Linked DNA regions of Gasterosteus aculeatus: region 1 is linked to region 2. A link is a contact called in public Hi-C data. All regions are on one chromosome and are shown on one strand. Each heading gives the region's core, a stretch centred on a gene start, on an enhancer-like site or on the middle of the called end of the contact. The rest is flanking DNA. Distances are from core to core; before and after follow the strand shown. Region 1 overlaps LOC120828018. Region 2 holds the start of nectin3a (nectin cell adhesion molecule 3a).

Region 1 (5,252 bases), core at 165-2,664, 51 kb after region 2:
CATCCCCAGATACTGTGAGTTTAGAATCGATACCTGCACATTAAAGTTGCACCAAATTTAGTGATTCACGTGAATTGATTCTGCGATATGTAGATTCAAGGTTCAGCTTCATGGTTAAATGGGCTTTTCTGCAGATATCTCCTCCGTCAGAGTCTTAAATCACACGACTCGTCTGCAAAGCCGCTACGTTGGTGAAACCATCACGCGTAGACTGGCTCTCAAGGAAAACCATCACAACCAAAGAGTGCTGCTCCGAGTCGAAGGCAACGTGCCAGAGTACAACCTCGTCTGTGAAAGGTGATGCAGCCACCGTTATCTACCACCTGATGAGGAGGCAGCTGTGCGCACAGTGTACAGTAAAACATGAAGGCTTTTCCCAGTTGTAAGGAGCTATCACACCAAGAGCTATCAGCCTGGAGATGTTTCCATGACAGGCATATCACCCAGAATAACTTTAGGTTTAGAGATAATTTGTAATCCCATCAATGTGGGTACTGCAGCCCTTTGGGTAAAACTACACACACACACATTCTCTTGTGAATATTCACCAGAAGACCAAACGTGTTCAAATCCACAGCTGGAAATAGACCCCAACTAATGCACATGTACTCCTATTATGTATTTGAATAACTTTTCAAAAAAAAAATAAGAGTGATGTACTCGACAAACAAGTTAACAAACAAATTGAACTTCATATTATGGCGCAAACTCCAACATCCATGTCTAAAGTGTTGGAACAGATGAGCTGTAAACAGAGTTTAAAGCACTGACTCATATAACGTTGGATTATGTCTTTGTGAGTGATTTGTTCGGAATGAGAAAAATATAAAATGCTCCTTCTGAGACAAATTCAGCTCAAAGTGACTTGTGTTACAGGAGCGATGGCGCATTTGCCCAAATGGAGGGTGATGCGATGGTCTTCCAGTCCCGGCTCACGGAGCGGGATGAAGGCCTGTACAGCTGCCGGGCGTCGTTTTATCACCACACGGCCACCGTCCACATTCAAGTGGAATTCACCAGCGAGAAACAGCAGCTCGGTGAGTACGGACCATGTTGTGTTTGTTCATCTACAATCAGAGCGACTTGTGTACTCAGTACATTCCGATCGCATCAACATGCTGAGGAATGCTTTTCATTATGAAGTTTGCTGCGACTTTAAAAAAAAATACATTCGTGGCTTTAACAACTGTGTCCGTGTGTGTGTTTTAGCTCTTGCTGTAGTCGTCGGCCTTTCTTCGGCCTTGGCCGGCACCCTCGTCCTCGTCCTCACCTCCTGGGTGTGCTGGTGAGTTAATCACCTGCACAGGTAACGGTGGTTGCAGCACGGCAGGTGACGCGTAGACCAGTGAGAACGGCGCTGGCGGTGGCACAGAACACGAGACAAACAGGATGCGCGGATCGTTAACCCGAATGACCAAAAAACCCCAATCTCATGCTGTTATTCACAAACAGGAAGCAGTGTGGCAGAAGGCAGACAGCTGCCTCTGCGCCGCAGCCCTGTTTTGCAGACAGGTAACACATTGTAGATGAACAGATTAATGATTCCAGTTTCCTGCTTTGGCTTTTAGCAGTGTTATTTCTGGCACTTTCAGCAGTCGGCTGCTGTTTGTTGGGCCAATTATGGACCAACGCCACATCAAGAAAGCAAAGGTCAAAAGTTCACAAGTCCACTACTTCAGAAGTATAATAAAATTCAAACTGCCAGTCACCATGAGGAAAGAAATAAAACCCATCTCTTCAGCGTGTCACTCGTCTTTTACGACTGATGTGGGACATCTGTCACAACCCTAGAATCGTTTAATGGCTTCTGAGTGCAGAACTTTCCACATATTTCCTGTTCGCTGCCAAATCTAAGTTCAGGCCTGGATGTAAATGAAGCCACACAGTGAAGCACAACAGCAGTTCAGAAGCTGCCTCAGTAGGCCCACTTCTCTGGTCAGAACATTTAGTCAAGGTGCCATTGTGCTCTTATCCCCGGCTGTGATGGGCGGGTCCTGTCAGGCTAATTTGGGAAGGTCAGTCACACGACGTACAACAGGCGAAAACATGACTCCCCAGGAGAAAAGCTATTTTGGAAACACCGTCAACCCCCCTTTGCAACCTCTCTTCCAGTACTGGGGACACTTTTTTTGACGGCCGCGGGTCTTCGTTGCGTTGATGTCTCTAAGGTCCTCGTGTACAAAGTTAGCTGCTGCGTCTGACGTGAGATCAATGGCGAGGGCTCAGGTCACCCCTCGCTGTTTCCATCCATATTCCTGAAGCACAACGCGGTCACGCCTGCAACTTGTTTGTCAGGTTAAATCACAGTGCCATCTAGTGGTAAAGTTCAACACTACAATCTCCTTTAAAAAAAGTCAATAATTCACATAAATTATTTCTTTGTTGTTTTACAGCAAAATACATAGCCGGTCCCATTATAAGGTAAGACCAAATCCAGTTAAGATGAAAGCTTGTTTTCCTCCAGAAAAAAAAAGTTTTCATTGGGAATATTATTTTTCTATTATCCAAATCTAAAAACAGCAGTCCCTCAACCAGTTGACTCTCTCTCTCTCTCTCTTTATATATATATAAATTCAGAAAAAGGAGTCTCTCGCTGCGTTGACATCTCTGATGCAAGAGCCCGGCTCCCCTGAGGTAAAGAAGTCAGCAGTGACGGAAAACAAAAGCGAGGAATATGGTCCGATGGTCAGCTACTCCATTGTCTTTGACATCAAGAGTACAGTGTGAAGATGAAAGGACTTTTGATTGACATTCTGCTTTGCACTGTGAACAAAGCTATTGATAAAGGCTTGCTGGAACTGCAGTGTATTTTTAGCATAAGACGTGAAATAATCCTTTTTATGTACTAAAATGTGATTTAATCCTAATGAATTTGAATGATTTCAATGTATTACTTCAATGTATTTGTCAATAAAATCATTTTAATATAAATGTAAATTGCTGTTTGTATCAAGTTGTTACCACGTAACTGGACCAAAACAATCTCCAGATAAAGATAACTGTAACCGTAGCCTCCCACCATCTGAACCTCGTGATATCTTTGGTCATCTAAATCAGTGAGGACCACCTGCTGTGGCAACCAGAGTTAAGTCTATGAATACAGTCTCTTACAGCTCATGAACCACCCCCCCACCCCCCACCCACCCATCCATCCACCACACACACACACACACACACACACACACACACACACACACACACACACACACACACACACACACACACACACACACACACACACACACACACTGTTACACCCTCTTGTGGCAAATTGTCACACACACAATTGAGCAAAACAGGTTTTATTCTAGACCACAAAGTACAAATCAAAAATCTATTTCTTTTCAATGTCCCTCTCAGATCAAAATAAGAGTCAGTCAGTCCTCCTGCACTGTAAAGCATACAGTCATGAAACATTTAAGAGTAAATTTTATTTTTTATTCGACAGGATGAACTTTACTAAAATGGTAGCCTGCATATGTTTAGGCTTTCTTTGAAATAAAAAATGTTTTACTGATAAGCTCATATCTACATTGATGTATGAAAAACAATGTACAATTAATGCAGAAAACTCAGCTGTCAAATCTGTGAATTACAGAGGCTTGAAAGTGTGGCAATTAAGAACAATACATTTAGACACAAATGTACAACTGCTGCTTTGGAAAACGGTAGATTGAAGCAGAACATTCAAACACACTGCTTCAAAAGTCCATGAAGTCCTCCCACATACATTCATCTTTTCTTGTAGAGACAGGGCCTCAACTGCAGTCCAAATTTCTTTATGCTTTCTGGAGCATCTTGCACCTTCACTAATTCAAAGGAGTAGAAATGAGTGCCCTCTGTGGACTATAGCGAGACAAGAAAAGAAAACACAAACCACTCTGTCAGTTCCAAATATTCACATCAGATAGATTAAGGTATGGTTAAGATCTTAAGATTGAGCCTTGAAATGTACATACAACTTACATATATCTTACAGTTATCTTGGATGTTTGTTGCAAACAACAAACCAATTTACGGAACATATTTTGTGCATGCAACACTGACCATTTGCTTTATTAGAGTAAGCATTTCATTTGCATGCGTCAATTTGGTCTATGTATGAGAAAGACCAATAAGGACTTTTGTTGTCTCACCTTGGTCGACATCTTGAATCCCAGACTTGTCAGCGCAGTGACAAAGTCCCGCACGTTCTCGAACCTGCTCGCCACTTCTGCTATTTTCAGGACACCCCTGCAATAATTGTGCAAATCGGTTGTCCAGACATGTGCTGTACATGCGCATCGTCATTATTCTTGCTTTTACAAAATCAGTGACATATCTCACCCTCTCTTTAACACGCGGTTGGCCTCTGCTAGGAAATCGGCCAGGTTGGTCCCCATGAGAGAAAGGCAGAACACAGCGATGTCCACGGAGCCGCCACGAAGCGGCACCTGCACAGAGGGAAGGCCTTACGTTTGCTAACAATCGCACGGAAGTGGAGGATTGGCGTGCAGGGAAAAAAAAGAAAACGACACTCACGTTGGCCATGTCACAGACCGTAACGAGATCGCAGGCGGCGGCCAAGTCGAAGCTGTGCACTTTGTTCTTCACGCTGCGCGCGATTTTACAGTCGCCACAACCAAAGTCTGCCACCACCAGAGAGGGAGGTCTGAAATAAACGGCAGATATGAGGAGTTTGCAATTACAGCATATTAAACTGAAAGTAGCAGCTCGCCTTTAAAGGGAATCAATACGGTGTTGAGGCTGCTCTGTAGTTCATAGGACCACTAAACAGGGAAAGCTGTTGATCTTCTCCCGTAACTGCTGACATAAACAAAGCGATCTTCCCACAGCAGCCAAATGACGCATCGAATCCACACCCACAGTGCAGCGTAGCCTCCTGCATTATTCAGCGCTGACAGTTCTCAGCAGAGTAATGGAGGATATTTACTGTGATAATCCAAGTTTTGGACCGTCGATAAGAAATGGTGTGGACATTAAATAGTTTTTACGGTTTTAGCAGTTGAGAGAGACGGTCCTGTTGATGTGAAAAAAGCGGACCTAAAGAGGTGTGTTTGTCACTCTGCATTTTATCAGGCTATATTGATCAATGAGAGCATCTAAATTTAGTCTATGTGGTGAATCAAATCAAAACATAGTTGAAAATATAATCGTGTTGTTTGGTTTTCCAACATGTATGTGTATATGTGTTGATCCTCTGCATGTGTGTTATAACTAAATCTCAGCTCAAGATGAACTCTTTGTAGCTT
Region 2 (5,701 bases), core at 2,956-5,455:
GAAAGCTTTGCAGGTCGCCGTCTGTGCCCGTTCCCATTCAGCTGCTGTCAGTGTTGCACGTTGAGCAGTGCATGGATCATTTGCTGTCACTCAGTAGGGCTTTTTGTCTAACAAAATGGAGATGATGGACAGGAGTGTCTTGTCGATGACCACGGCCTATGTCCGGACTTAAGCTGGTTTTATGTCCACCTTTTGATCTTTCTTTCTTTCTTTCTTCTGTGTGTTTCCAGGAGCTGAACATGCTGCCATCACAGTGAGGTCCAACATCCAGGTAGCCCAATCGCAGGTGGAGGTAGCACAGAAACTGTCATTGGATTCAGATAAGAAGTTAGCCGAGACTAAAGTAATGGAGGTTGAAAGGGTGATGCAATATGTTGCCTCCTCACAAAATAACATTGAAGAGGAGGAGGTGCCTGAGGCTTATCTAAGAGAAGACTGAAACAAATGTACCAAAAGAAATGGTAACACATAAAAAAGGTTTAATTTCTTCTTCTTCTTCTTCTTCTTCTTCTTCTTTTCATACTGATTTGTTCTCTCTTTTTGACTTTTAAATGTGTTTGACTGTGAATTGTCATGTGTATTGTGCTCAAATGAGCAGCTGTAATTCTGAAACAGCGAATCACACAAAATGAGGACATCTCCACAAATCAACACTTCCTGTTCAATGTTTAGTCATTTAAGGCTAAATCAGAATAATGATTATCAACTGCTTCTAAAGAAAGAATATTATGTTTTTGACTCATTGAAATCCAATTTTTGTGTTCTACCAAAATAAAACCCGTTATGTGTATCTCTTTTTCACTCAACTCTTTGTTCAGTCAGTAAAGTTGTATCGTACTTTAGTCTCCAAAAAGACCATGTGCATATTTACAGTAAGAAAAAGTGGGCCTTAAACAGTGTGAACCCCTTTTAATTCCTGCAGATGGCGTTCTAAATCCATTGTGGCCCTCTTACTTAATTATTTCTACAGTTGGATGCACTATTTCCATTTTCATTCCCAATCAGTCCAAATGAGTTTACTGGAGTAACTATTTCCCATTGTTTATACTTTTTTACTAAAATGGAAATGACCCATTTTATTAACTGTCTATGGTGTTTAAAAACAAGATTGTTAGAGAACCATCCCTGTGAATACGCTGCACACCCTGCGGCACGTTTCCCTACAATTGCACACTGCATTTAGACTCCAACCCAGCGTGGCTACATACAGTACCACAATTTAAGGATTGTGCATGGATCATAACCAGTTTGAACCCTCAATACCAATTTCTGAGCAGCCTTATCCTTCCCAAATGTGAGTGTGCTCTGACTGTTACTGCGCTCTGCATGTTTGCCTTCCAAAAGGTCAGTGTTTACTGCACAGGGTCAGCGTGGAGAGATCTCATTACGGTGGGAGGCCGATGTGGAGCTGCAAACACCAGTGTGATATCTCCCTGCTCTAGGTGGTCAAACCTTGGCCTATGAAAGTGGCTATGGGTGGGGTGAAGGGGGGGTGAGGTAGCAAGGACTGGCTCACCAATGTGACTAGTGAGGAATGTTGTGTTTAACAAAGGCTGTTTTCACAGGCTGTAAAACCAAATGTCCCAGACAGCCAGTGTGGATGTGCACCCACTAGTCACAGGGGAGGTGGTGCCAGTGCAGCGTCGCTTGCCCGGAAGAAAATGTGCTACTTACACAGAAGTATTTTATTTTTTATTTAAGAGACCTCAGTGAGGTCACCACAATTACTAAGGTCATGGGCCATAAATGCTCATGAACTATTTAGCGCTGCTGGGGGCGTTTAAGCATTTCTTACAGCAGAAATTCTGTAAGCTGTGTAAAATAAGCCTCACTGAAACTATTCCACTGACATAACATTAACACATTACATGTTTTGTGGAAGAAAATAGGATGTTATTCATCATCTCATGGATACACGAGCCTCCTCCCTGCACTGCCGTTACTGTTCCAATGCAAAGTAGCCCGGGAGGGGAGATTGATTGGTGAAAAGGGCAGCACTTTCACCTGGGGGATTTATAGCTCTTTGAGGATATAAATAAACCGCCGCAGGGTATAAAGGCTGTTGGTGACATATCATGGGTCATGCTTTAATCACAGTGATGCTGAGTTATAGAGCTGGTTGAGGCAGCGGGTTAAATTTTGCAGCAGATTGGAGGCTCCCTGGAGAGTTTGTGTCTCCTGATGAGGTAATACGGACTCCGAGGACGTCACAGAGGTGCGAGATGGGCAGCTCAACGTGAAGGAATCTCATTGAGATGAGCATTTTTGCTTATGTGCAGAGAATAAATATGATGTGCGTCTAAAACTGCTGAGGAAGCATGTTTATCAGTTCATGCTGCGGTGCATGATAATAACAGTGCCGCCCGCACACAACGCCGGATTCCTGAATGTGTAAAAGCTGTAATTATCTCAAAGAAAAGAACAATGCAGGAGAGTCCTTCATTACTACTTCCTTTTAGGAGAGAGTTGTAGAAATGTGCACATTCTGAGAAACAGGAAGCACTTCATCACTTTTGTTGCGTGTGACTGATTTGTCCTTCATTAGCAAATCTCCTGGGGTCCATATTAACTTTTATATTCAATTCCTGGATTTTTCTGCAGTGTTAAAATACTTTTAGAACATTGGTTACAAATTACCTCCAAAACACGCACGTCAGCCATCACTGATAATCATCATCATGTTTATTAATTTGAATATTTCTGTGGCGTTAGGCTGGTTAATACATTTTAGTATTTGCTGCTTATGTTCTTCGACCCTAAATTTATTCAGACAATACATATGTTTAATTTTGGTAAACTTTGGTATAGGTGAGTTTTTTAAAGTCTGAGAGCCCTTGGAAATGTGTAACTGGAAGTCAACATTTGTATCGGTTTTAATTCGAAACCTTCATAGAAAAACGTGATCTATGACTAAGCTAGGCTGGTGGTTAGACTGTTGTGTAACCGTTTGCCAGTCTGAGAAAAAAAGGATCCCTTTTAAGATCTTCAGAGTGCCTGTTTTTGCTAGTATGTCCTCATAACGAGGGGATTCCCCACTCAACCAAACAATATTACGCCTGTATATTATATTATTTTTTTAGAGAAAGCACTCCTGTAAAGTTAACTTTTTTTATAAAACACATGTATATATTAAGCAGTTATCCACCTATTTAGGGTCATACAAATCCTGTAGGCGGGCCCACAACTTGTAATCATTGGGCCCTTATCATGGGAGTCTATGTGGTGCATTAGCATTGAAACCCATATAACTAAACAAATGTAGAATTAATCAAATTAACTTAAACTAAATGTCATGTGGAGAACCTGGAGCCCTCGGCCCCCTGAGGTTTTGGGGCCTCCAGCATAGGTCCTATTTGACAACTTAAGTCCTCTTTGCTGTTTTTAAAAAGTCTCATGAATGACGGTCTGGTTGCCAATGTTAATCATTGTTGTGAATTGCCCTGGTACTGACCACATTTATGTGTACTGCACTTGAATATGTTCAGGCCGTGTAACTTTCTACTTGTATTTCACAAAAAATTAGAAAGATTCTCAACTGTAAAAAACCCCAATTAGGATCGGCCTTGACTGGCCAAGTAAAATATGACACATAAATGCATTCACATTGATATTGTAATATTATGGCATAAATTAGTAAAGCCCATTGGGTACTTTGACAACTGACCAATTATATACTACCCGCATGTTATTGCAATACTCAACTAAATACTATTGTCAATGCCATATTTTACTAGAATGAGTAGCAAGTAAGTAGTAAGTAGAAGATCTTTATAAAGTAGAAACACCACAGTGTGGAAATACTGCATTTAAATGTTTACTTCAATAAAAAGGTATTAGCATTGGAATACTTCTTCGAAGTAAAATAACTTATTACGCAGAATGGCTCACATATTATATACTGGATCATACATTTGGATGCATTAACGTGTAACGTTACACCTCTTTTTGGTTGCAGATGGTGAGTTTGGCGAGTTTTATATACTGAAGGGTAGACTCCCTGTGTAAAATGAACTTTCTTCAAAGGAAGTATTGTAGAAAGGAGACCATATTACAGTTACTTGCAGATGAATGAAAATTTTGACAGATTGATAGATAGATAAATAAATATTATTTTGTTAAAAAGATATCAACATAACACTTTTATCCCCATCGTACCTGCATTTCGGAGCTGTCCAGCGGCTGCTTTTGATCAGTCTTGTGTCCAGCAGTAGTGGTGCAGCCCACGCCGATAGGTTGCCACGGAGAGCAGCTCCCCCCAGGAGCGCGCGCCAGTGGCCAGAGAGAGAGAGAGAGAGAGAGAGAGAGAAGAGGAGAGGACGGGTCAGAGCGTGCCAAAGCGCACAGAGCGACGGGAATCATGGAGAGACGATGCCCGCACGGGAGGACTTGGCCATCTAACGGACTGCGACTTTTAACGTCACTCCTCACCTTGTACGGACTTACCCGTGAGTTAACGGTTTTTGTTGTTGTGACGTTTGGCCTTTGAAAGAAGTCGCGCACAAGCCGCTGCCGTTAGTTCACCGACGTTAGACCGGGCTTTGTTTCAAAGAATGCTAGCTTTATTCGAGCTAACGACTCCCGTCAGTGAAGAGTTTGCGTCACGCCGGTGGGAGAGTGAAGTTAGCTAGCTCAGCTCACAACGTTAGCCGAAGCTCGCATTTTGATACAACTCCGTTAACGTCGCCAACACGCGCTCGGGTTTAACGTTAACTTGGACCCACGAAGCGACGGGCGGTGACACACAAGCAAACTCAACTGAAGTTAGACTTAGACATGCAGAACCGCGGCACGCGGGGCGGGGGGATAACTTCAGGCGCAGTCACACGCACGTTCTGAAGCCAACGTGTACGTTGTTTCCTATGCGTGTCCCATCACTAGTTCGCTGACGAGCACCATTAATTGGTGTTGGTACTAAAATGTAAAACTGAGCGTTGCTTCCGTCGCCCAACGGTGAGAGCAAAGGGGAACTCCTTTTGTGAAAAGTTTGCTCAAGTAGTTGTTGGACACAGCTGAGGGGGAGGAGGGGGGTTGATTATCGTTATGTGGTACGCGAGAGGCGGCGGAGACCCTCGCTTTAGGCGTGAGGGGTGGGCAAGGGGAAATGAAGACATATTTTGTTGAGGGACGGCACTGCAGTTGCAGAGTCTCTGAAAGTATTGACCTGCAGTCGGGCTGCGTGCCAGACGGAGCACCTTCCATTACTGAGAGTTCTGCTGTATACAAACAACTGGTGGGCCGGGATCGAAATGGGTGATCGGCCTGCTGAAACAAAAGAAGAGTGCAAGGACAATACCTTCAAATCGAGATATGCCATGGCAGCAGTTTCTTAAAATTACACAACTATTTCCGTAATGACTGACATTCTCCCATGTATGGCAGCCATCCACCACTGCAGCTATTTCCCCTGTTAATAGATAATCTCCTGGAGAATAAGACATGAGATAATAAAAAAAGAAAACTGACCACACTCGTTCAAGATTAAAGAAACCATCTTTATGGTGTGTGTGTGTGTGTGTGTGTGTGTGTTTATATAGCATTCTTCTAGAAGGCAGAAAGTGAGGCTGATACTGAAGAATGGGCAAACTACAACCATCACTATGAAAAGTTTCATAAATGGTCATTAGTTGACAATGACAATTGACATTTTTTTTAATTTTATGAATTGGTTTTCAAACATGCCTTTGGCACTTCTGTTGTACCA

The links. A called contact is a pair of places that touch in the nucleus more often than the background predicts.
Region 1: a Hi-C map of whole body shows a contact between it and region 2, with 2.8 times the contacts expected there. The contact joins the enhancer-like site here to the promoter of nectin3a in region 2. A contact is called at or near these places in 2 of 6 Hi-C or Micro-C datasets (skeletal muscle and whole body).

What each region holds. Positions count from the first base shown.
Region 1 is chr1:13,458,922-13,464,173 of fGasAcu3.hap1.1, forward strand. It overlaps LOC120828018, which reads left to right. Exons shown (of 14, transcript XM_040191304.2): 9 at 1-14; 10 at 135-297; 11 at 877-1,037; 12 at 1,210-1,285; 13 at 2,394-2,421; 14 at 2,578-2,937. The coding sequence ends at 2,727. It overlaps rrp8 (ribosomal RNA processing 8), which reads right to left. Exons shown (of 8, transcript XM_040193624.2): 5 at 4,522-4,651; 6 at 4,327-4,433; 7 at 4,137-4,233; 8 at 3,287-3,846. The coding sequence ends at 3,733. Among protein-coding and RNA genes, the nearest start is that of rrp8, 5.0 kb to the right of the region's middle. Within about 2 kb of position 1,415, at least 5 of the 9 cell types and tissues checked have open chromatin away from gene starts, as enhancers often do.
Region 2 is chr1:13,405,175-13,410,875 of fGasAcu3.hap1.1, forward strand. It overlaps nectin3a (nectin cell adhesion molecule 3a), which reads left to right and starts at 4,206. Exons shown (of 6, transcript XM_040179576.2): 1 at 4,206-4,445. The coding sequence starts at 4,358. It overlaps LOC120821169 (diablo IAP-binding mitochondrial protein), which reads left to right. Exons shown (of 6, transcript XM_040179577.2): 6 at 231-790. The coding sequence ends at 439.